Linked DNA regions of Zea mays: regions 1 and 3 are each linked to region 2. The links are chromatin contacts, called in public Hi-C maps. All regions are on one chromosome and are shown on one strand. The core of a region is the stretch at or near the end of the contact, and the rest is flanking DNA. Distances in the headings are between cores, read along the strand shown.

Region 1 (2,700 bases), core at 137-2,636, 200 kb after region 2:
GAACTGTTTAGAGAGATTAAATACCATAAGATGGTGGTCAAATTTCTTAAGCTGTGTGGATTTGATCTTGTGCAAAAGCTGGAGATAATGTTGCCCAAAGTTGTGCTATCAGACTTGTGTTAACTGAATGCTGTTCAGAGTAACCAAGTCTGGATTTCTATCTGCCGGATCGACTTTGAGGTCTCATTGAGACTATTTTGTGTAATTAGGAGCCTTGTTTGTGTAGCAAAGTTGGAGACCCAGTATTAGTGGACAAGTTTCCTTATGGGGGATTGGCTTGGTGCCACCCAAACCTAGGAGTAAATGCCTAAATGGTGCCCAAACTATCTCTGTCAGAAGTGGATGCAGATTTTGTGTAGTAGCTGCAGGTTGAGTTCAGAAAGCTGAAATGGTACCAGTGTAAGGTAGCTGACTTTTGGACACCATAACTTGGGTAGTATGTTGTTTGGGTCCCAGACCTCTATAGTAACCTTGAAGAGCTTTGTTTAGTGATCAAATTTTGTTAGCAGAGAGCGGTCTGTCTTTAGCAAGGACAGGGAGAAAAGGGGGGCTGAACAGGGAAGGTTCAGTCAGGCAATGATGTTCATGGTGATCTAAAATATCTGCAGAGATCTTTTCTCCTTGTCGTGCTTCACTTTTGTGCGAAGATTGAGATAAAGATGGGGGAATAGCAGGGGTGCTCAGGACTTTGGATACTACTGAAATATCCAAAGTCTGGACTGGATAATATCTACCCTAGTGAAACCTTATCTGCCTGCCCTTAAACGTGGTGAACTCCACCAATTCACTGCCTTATTGTGCTCAATAAACTGGCGTGGATCTCCAAGATAGAGCCACACACCCATGCTCATGCAGTCTCTGGCACATCAGGAGTTTCCTTCGCTGTAATCCCATTGAACCCGGCCACTGCATGATCTTTTCCCTGACTATTTAAAGAGCAGCGGGGGGGGGGGGGGGGGGGGGGGGGGGGGGGGGGGGGGGATCCTTGTATTTTCCGAGCCTACCCAAGGTCTCCGTGGGTCACGTCTGTGCAGCAGTATAACCTTTGTTTTCCCAGTCACACCGAGTGCTTACCCAAGTTTCTTGCTCGGCGCTTCCTTGAGTCTGGTGACCACGTCACCGACATCTCAACCTCACGTGGTTAGGCGAGCATGGTATGGTTCTGCGCCTCTGGTTTATCGTTCCAATGTCTGTGTTTGTTGGTGAATCTCACCGAAGTGGTTGTTTGGCCATTACTGCTATGATTGGATCGGAACGCGGTCGGGGACGGAGTTTTGTGAAGGTGAAGAAATCAGAGGGGCCGGAAGGCAAATGTCAGAGAGACGTAGGAACAAGGCTTGGGCTCTTTCCTAATTGTTTGAATGGCCAGGGGTCTCGGCACAAACCCACAAGCGCGGGCGCAGGCGTGCGCAGTATCTGCGTGTGTTTGGGCCAGTTTGGGCCGATTTCGACCTAGTCCTGTTTATAAGATTCTCGTTTTCTTTTTGCTGCTCACTTAGGAAATCTGTGCAAAACTGTAGAAAAATGGGGAAAATATGAGACCAATTTTGCTAGATCCCTAAAATCAAATAGTTCCAACAGGGGAGGGAGGTTTGCATTATATTGCATCTAAGTGCTCATAGTAGGGGTTACAAGCAATCGAGAGAGTATGTCCCAAGTCTCGTGAGTATGATTGAGGCAGAGTGCCAATATCAGAGGTGAGGAGAGTTGTGAGCTATGAAGTGTGTTGACTCTCGTCGCCCCATAGAAGGCCCTGGGTTCCTCTTTTTATAGTCGCAAGGAGGAGACCCAGGAGTACAAGGGTGGTTGTGCTGCTTGTTGTGATTAGAGGAGGCGTGTCAGAGCCCTGTAGCGATGTGGCCGACGGGACTGCCCTTGTCCTTGCGTCGTCTTTTGGTCAGGAGGTCGTTCGATCCCTGTAGCATGTTCTTTTGACGGGGCAGAGAGCCGAGGCAGGGCTCGAGAGCATGGGCACGTGCCCGAGCCCTAGCCCGTATAGGGGTACTTGTGTCGAGTTAGAGTGGTTGTCACAGTGCTTGGCGTGGTCTTTTGCGAGATTCGCGGGAGAGGTGGCACTTAATGCGCTTCTGCTAGGGCAGTTGGCCGAGGCCGAGCTCGTGCGAGGCGAAGATTTCTCCCGAGGCCGAGGTCTTGATCGGACATTGCAAGTAGCCATGCTCAGGGTGGTTGAAACAGTGGTCAGAGTGGAGGAACAGTGCTCTGGATTTGCGCCATGTGCCTTGTCGTGGGCGGTAAAGGTAGATTAGACCACAGTTGTGTCATCTTTTGTTGACTTTGGCACCCTCAGTAGGGCAGGTGAACGTACAGACGCATGTTCTAGAATCGGGGTGGTTGGCCGAGATGGGTAGATCCCGGAACGTCGCCTGAGACACCCTCAGACAAATCAAAAATGTGCTTGTCATTCGAGGCTGGCCACGGGCGAGTCGGAAATGTATTTCCCGCCCGAGGTAGGCCTCAGGCGACTCGTGACTGCGTCTCTGGCTCGAGGTTGGCCTTGGGCGAGGCGTGACTTGGGTCCCTCGTGCCTTGTTAAGGTCGAGAACGTGTTTTGCTCTTGATCCCTTCTTACTCAAGCGTATAGGGACTAGGTTTATGATCTGGATACCTCTAATTGTGGTACCCGACAACTAGCTCTCAAGAAGAGGCAACTGAAAGCTAATTTTGAAGAGACCAAATATA
Region 2 (2,700 bases), core at 194-2,693:
AGTTATCTAAAATATTAATGCCACATCATCAAGAGCTTGTCAAACGTGTCTCCTACTGACTTCATCACAACCTTATGCCACATATATGTACTAGTATGCAACATCGTCATTAGGGGAAAACATTAACACAGCATCATAGCAAGCCAAACTTTTTAGTTTTTTAATATATCTGTTATTCAGAGAACCGATGGCATTTGCCAAGTCATACGAAGAATTTGGTTTGAAGATACATAGGGAGATGAGGCGGTGCATGAAATCTACTTATGTGAACTAAAGGGAAAACTTTTAGCAACCCAAGGCTTTGCAGATGTTCATTAAGAGTTTATATAATGTAAAAAAAGACAGGGGATATTATTGTGAAACTTGTTCGAGATTGTAATTATATTGCATCTTCAGTACACCAGTGAAGCTAGGCGTCCAAATCAAGAGCATAAACAAAGCTTTACTATTTATTTAGAATTTATTTACTCCATTGAACAAAAGCGGATTGACTCTATAGAGCACACAAATTTCATCTAAAGGTTACTGAATTCCATAAGAAATTCAAATCAGATTGTTAAACTGCATCCCTTCAAGTAGGCTGGGAGTCCATAATTAACAACTACTACCCAGAGGCGGTCTCTGCCACCACTACAGAAAATTCCAACTTCACATATTACCGAAAGAGCGGGCAAGCTCTAATTTCCAAATTGTTCACAATTACTTAAATGGCAAAATCTTCCGAAGAAGTCCAACTCTGCATGTTGCAGCTACGCAATTGCCTTCAACCGAGCTGAGATCAAGTATACTAACAATACTGCTGCATCAATAAATCAGCAAAACATGTTTTCCTGAAGACAAACACTCGAATCTAGTTTTAAGTCAACTCCTAAAGCAATGACATCTATGTAAATGTGCTTGCGCACTCACACTTTGATTTGACCCGTAGGCAAGCCTTTCTTGTTGATGTCGTAGCCGAACATACGGCGGCGGAGGTGGTAGCGGGCCGCGATAGGGATGAGCTTGAGCGCGACGCAGAACCCAACGAGGCTCATGGCGCCGCATTTGAGGATGGATCGCTGCAGATCGGCGGTCAGGGAGTAGTGCACGAACGCGAGGTACGAGAAGGGCGCGAGGAAGAGCGCCGCTGCCACAGCGGCCACGCGCAGGTTCGGCGCCCGGAGGACCGGTTCGTCTGGTGCCACCGCCGCCGCCTCATCTGCCGGTGGCGCCTGCGGAGGCGGGTCCCCGGCAGCGGCCGCCGCGGTCCTGCGGCGGACGGCCATGGGAGGGAGGGAGGGTTCGGGGCTTCGCTGACTTGGCTCTCGACGATTTGGCCCGGCCTCGCGGTGCGTCAGGACTCAGGAGTCAGGACTCAGGGGGTGATGGGGCTGCTGTCTGGTGGTCGCCGGCGGCGGGTAGTGAGGTCAATAGGTTTTATATATGAGTGGCGGCGGGGTGACGTGGTGTGCCCTCACTGGCTGGAGTCACGTGTTCGGCCGTCGGGTACGTGTTGAGAACTTGGGGTAATCTTGCGTGGAGTTGAAGCTCGTGGCTGCTGCTCTTTGCAGCAGTGAAGTGTCTCTGTGGAGCCGGCTCTGTAATTTGTGTCTCTGGCGTGTTGGTTCCAAGGTATCAGGGGAGGTCTTGTTCGTTTACAAGGAGATTGTAAAAGACTGAGAGGGATTAAAACTTTTAAATTTTTCTACTCTCTATTTTATACTTAAACCACCAGTTTCAACGGTCGTACCGCGTCATTTTTTTATAAAAAAAATCCCTATAATTTTTTCCAAATCAATTCAGCGTAAAATATTAAAAAGCGAGCGGTGCATCATGGGGTATGTTAAAAAGTGATGTAGGAGGTGAGGTTTGAACCCACTGTCCCACACTCTAATTGAAGGGTGGTGGAAGACTCTGGGCGAAACTATCTAACCAGTAGAATATCATGATCAGGTGATTATAATATTGAATATAAATTGTACATATGTATATATTTTTTTTAAAAAAAATAATCATGTCGGGTCGGGCCAGCACTACGGGCCGAGGCTACGGCCCAAGCACCGCACGACGCTCGTGTTGGGTTGGCCCAGACACTATTAAATATGTCGTGCCTCGGGTCGGCTCGCCAAACACGATCCATTTGGCTATTTATACCTCTGCACGATAATAATGGTCATCGTCTCAGTTGTCACCACCTCGTTCGTCATTCTACTTCTTTTCTCTCTCCCCTCATGCCTCCACCTCCGTGCCACCTCATTCTCGACAGAGGGCGTAGGAGCAGGCGTCTCCTCCCCGTATTCGTCCGACACCAGCCCCGACACCGACTCGCGCAGTGGCTATTGCACGTCCACGAGGACGTTTCATATCATGCGCGCACCATCATTTTCGTCGTCGTCGGACGTCTCGTTCATCTTCTCGACCTTTGCCTTGTTCTTCCTCCCCAACCTGCTGCCCATGGTCGCAACCGCGAGCCGACCGACGCTCGTTGATGTGGGTACGGGGCGAGTCGGTCATGCACTTGGCCTTTCTCCGTGCGTGCCGTCGAGGAGGACATGATGACGTCTGCCACGCTTAGGTTATATTAGCGATGATGAGTCCAAATCTGAGATAATGGACAACTAAGGCCCGTAGCGTGACAGCAGTCGACATATGCTATAGAGTTGGTGGTGGCATTGTGTCGCTTCGGTGGGTCCAAGGCTGGGAAGACACTCGCATTCTCTC
Region 3 (2,824 bases), core at 101-2,600, 130 kb after region 2:
AGTATAGTTTGAATATGAGTACGTGATGGGTAAGCTGCTGTAGACAACTGAAAAAACGACTGTGTCATTAAAAAACTAGTCGGTTGCCTGTGCGTTGCAATAGCTTACAACAATACCCACATAAACTATCCATAAAAAATCAAGATTTTTTATTGATTGTCTCCGCTCTCTATATAATATATATTTTTTGATTTGGCTAACTGGTGTTATTATTTACTCCATGCAATATGTCTTGGTACAACACGGCCAATGGAGTGAGCGATTAGAAGAGAATTCACAATGAATGACTGAACGAACAGAGATTATAAAATGACATAATTCAACCATACAGATACCAAATAAGAGAAAATTTGTGAGCTCAAGTTTCTAAAATAAGTCACATGAAATCAAACTTATAAAAAAGATAGATCAAAATATGGAGTGATTGCTAAAGTCAGGCATCAATAAAAACTGGATGCGCTCCATATAAATTATGCTACTTCATAACAATTACTAACGTTTAAAACCAACAAATAACCTTTCATTTTACTGTTAGTGTGACAAACCATTGTTGCTCAATCCAATTCAGCAACCTCAAACACCATGGAGTCCATCGCGTCAATGTGGTCTCAGAAACGACCTAATGCTGGTAAGAGCCAAGAAAGTCGTGTCGTGCTTGAGTTGTAGACTTGGCCCGTAGTGCTGGCCTAGTCCGACACGATTATATATTTTTATTTTACAAAAAACGTATATACATATAGACAATTTATATTAAATATTAAAAATATTTGAGCATGATGTTCTACTGGTTAGACAACTTCACCTAGTGTCTCTTGCCTTTCTTCTATCAGGACATGAGTTCGAACTCCACTTTCTGCACCGTTTTTTAACATTTTACGCTGATTTAATCAAATGAGCCGACGGGTTAACGGGTTGGCCCGACACAATCAGTAGACCGACATGAAGTGCCTGGCCACAGTTGTAGCCCGCGTGCGTCTAGCCCGTGCCGGACCACCGTTTGTCCACCTATAGACCGTTGAAACTGATGCTTTAAGTATAATATAGATATAGATATAGATATAGATTAGAAAAAATACTTGACAAGATTTTCTAGAAGTCAAGATTTTTTTGTGTGGGCTAATAATCTTGTCAAACATCTATTGACAATTTAAGTAAAAAGGCAAAACTCGGTATAGAACAATAAACAGTATTTTGAATGTTTTTAATTAATAAATATTCATAAAATCAGATTCAGGAACGGTCTTTTTTAGCACAGCTGCGATTCGAAGTTTAAAGCGAGTTTGTTGAATCAACCGCAAAGAAAAGCCCCACGTACATAATACAGCCCAAGCCCACGAATCGCCCGCCCGCCTGCCTGCCGCAACCTGCATTGACATTCGACAATAGCACCAATTCAAGCAACCCCCCGTCTCGTCCTCCTTCCTCTCAAGAGTCGAGACCCAGGCAGCCAGGCTTCCAGTTCCAGCCCCACCTCGCCTCTACCCTCCTCAAACCCTACACCACGCCCCCCGGCCCCCAGCCCCCGGCCTTCGCCCAACCCGATAGCGTAGCGCCGGCGCAGAACCGGACCCTGCCGTGCGGTTGTCCACCCCGCTCGGCGCCGCCCGCCGCCGCCGCCGCCTTTGATGTCTCCTACCTGCGACCTCGGCTTCCTCTGCCCCCGGTCGCAGAAGAGCTCCCAAGAGGTCCCCCGAGCCACCGCTTCCGGCGCCCAGCGATTGGCTTCCCCACCGCAGCCGAGATGAGCAGCGGCGGCGAGAAGGTACTATCCGCGTGCTTGCATTGACATCGTCATTTGGGCGTAATTGCGTGGTTTAACTGTCTGTACTGCTTGTCCGGCTCCATGGCGTGGCGCATTAAAGTGAGCCAGGGCGGTTTAAGGTTAGGGGCGCGGGCGAGTTGATTGGATTGAGGTGTTTTGTAGTACCTGGCACGACGATTAAATGCTATTGCTACCATGGGTGATGGGTGTATGAATCATACGCCCATTATCGGATGCATAAGCAATTAATTCATATGGTACAGAACCATCGATTTGGTTTAGATGATCGTTTGGATCTGGATCATTGATCAGTGCTTACACTATTCTTGCTCCCAAGGATTGCGTGTGTGAAGCATGTGGGAGCTGAAATTAAAGTTTTCTTAAACGTATAGAGCTCCTTTCCAAACGGCTCTCAGTACAACTGTTTTGATATGCAGTAGATTTTTTGCGTAAGTTACTTATTAACAATAAAATCTGCCCATGTTACCGGATTCTCTAATCTAGTTGCTCTGTCTATGATGCAGATGTTGTTGTTTGGGTCCTTTACGGAGGACGAGACTAAGTTGTTACAGGGTCAGCCCCTCAAAAGTCCAACTAAAAGTGTCAGCAAAGAATGTGAACGGACGGAGATCCAGTTTGGCACCCTGAACTTGTCAGTGCTGAATTTAGAGAAAATATCTACTTCAAGTGTTGTTCTTCCTGCAAAATCAGCAAAAGGGGAAACCAGTGCCATCACGAAGGAGAATGCATGCAATAATGAAAAGAAAGCTGCAGGGTCAAGCCTTTCAAACGGTGGACCAGTTCTGGCTAATGGATGCCCTCCTGTTAATGTTCCTGCTAACAATGGTTTATTTGAGAATGTGAAGACAGAGGCTGTTGTCCCACCAGTTATACCTGTCAAAATCATCAGCAATCCAACACCGCAAATGACGTTGGAGACGCATAAGGATGGCACCAAACCCACTGAAAGCAGAAAGTTAAATAAGGAAAGGGAAATTACTGAAAATGGTAGTCCAATTGTCGATAAACACATTGTTGCTGCTCCAGCAGAAGAGGCAGTCA

Evidence for each region. Hi-C and Micro-C count contacts between places; a contact is called where the count stands out from the background.
Region 1: a contact with region 2 is called in a Hi-C map of an unstated tissue, with 3 times the contacts expected there. The contact joins the enhancer-like site here to the promoter of LOC100281216 in region 2. A contact is called at or near these places in 5 of 25 Hi-C or Micro-C datasets (bundle sheath, ear, leaf and 2 more).
Region 3: a Hi-C map of tassel shows a contact between it and region 2, with 4 times the contacts expected there. The contact joins the promoter of LOC103633533 here to the promoter of LOC100281216 in region 2. A contact is called at or near these places in 13 of 25 Hi-C or Micro-C datasets (ear, leaf, leaf mesophyll and 4 more) and 1 of 3 datasets of contacts at active chromatin or transcription factors (leaf).

The regions. Positions count from the first base shown.
Region 1 is chr7:180,680,320-180,683,019 of Zm-B73-REFERENCE-NAM-5.0, forward strand. No RefSeq gene overlaps it. Among protein-coding and RNA genes, the nearest start is that of LOC103633535, 31 kb to the right of the region's middle. Within about 2 kb of position 1,387, at least 15 of the 20 cell types and tissues checked have an H3K27ac peak or open chromatin away from gene starts, as enhancers often do. A contact at or near this core is called in bundle sheath, ear, leaf and 1 more, where this site is marked.
Region 2 is chr7:180,480,719-180,483,418 of Zm-B73-REFERENCE-NAM-5.0, forward strand. LOC100281216 (UDP-N-acetylglucosamine--dolichyl-phosphate N-acetylglucosaminephosphotransferase) reads right to left here and starts at 1,444. Exons shown (of 11, transcript NM_001154135.2): 1 at 910-1,444. The coding sequence starts at 1,265.
Region 3 is chr7:180,612,151-180,614,974 of Zm-B73-REFERENCE-NAM-5.0, forward strand. LOC103633533 (ubiquitin carboxyl-terminal hydrolase 24) reads left to right here and starts at 1,351. Exons shown (of 7, transcript XM_020540745.3): 1 at 1,351-1,762; 2 at 2,287-2,824. The coding sequence starts at 1,742.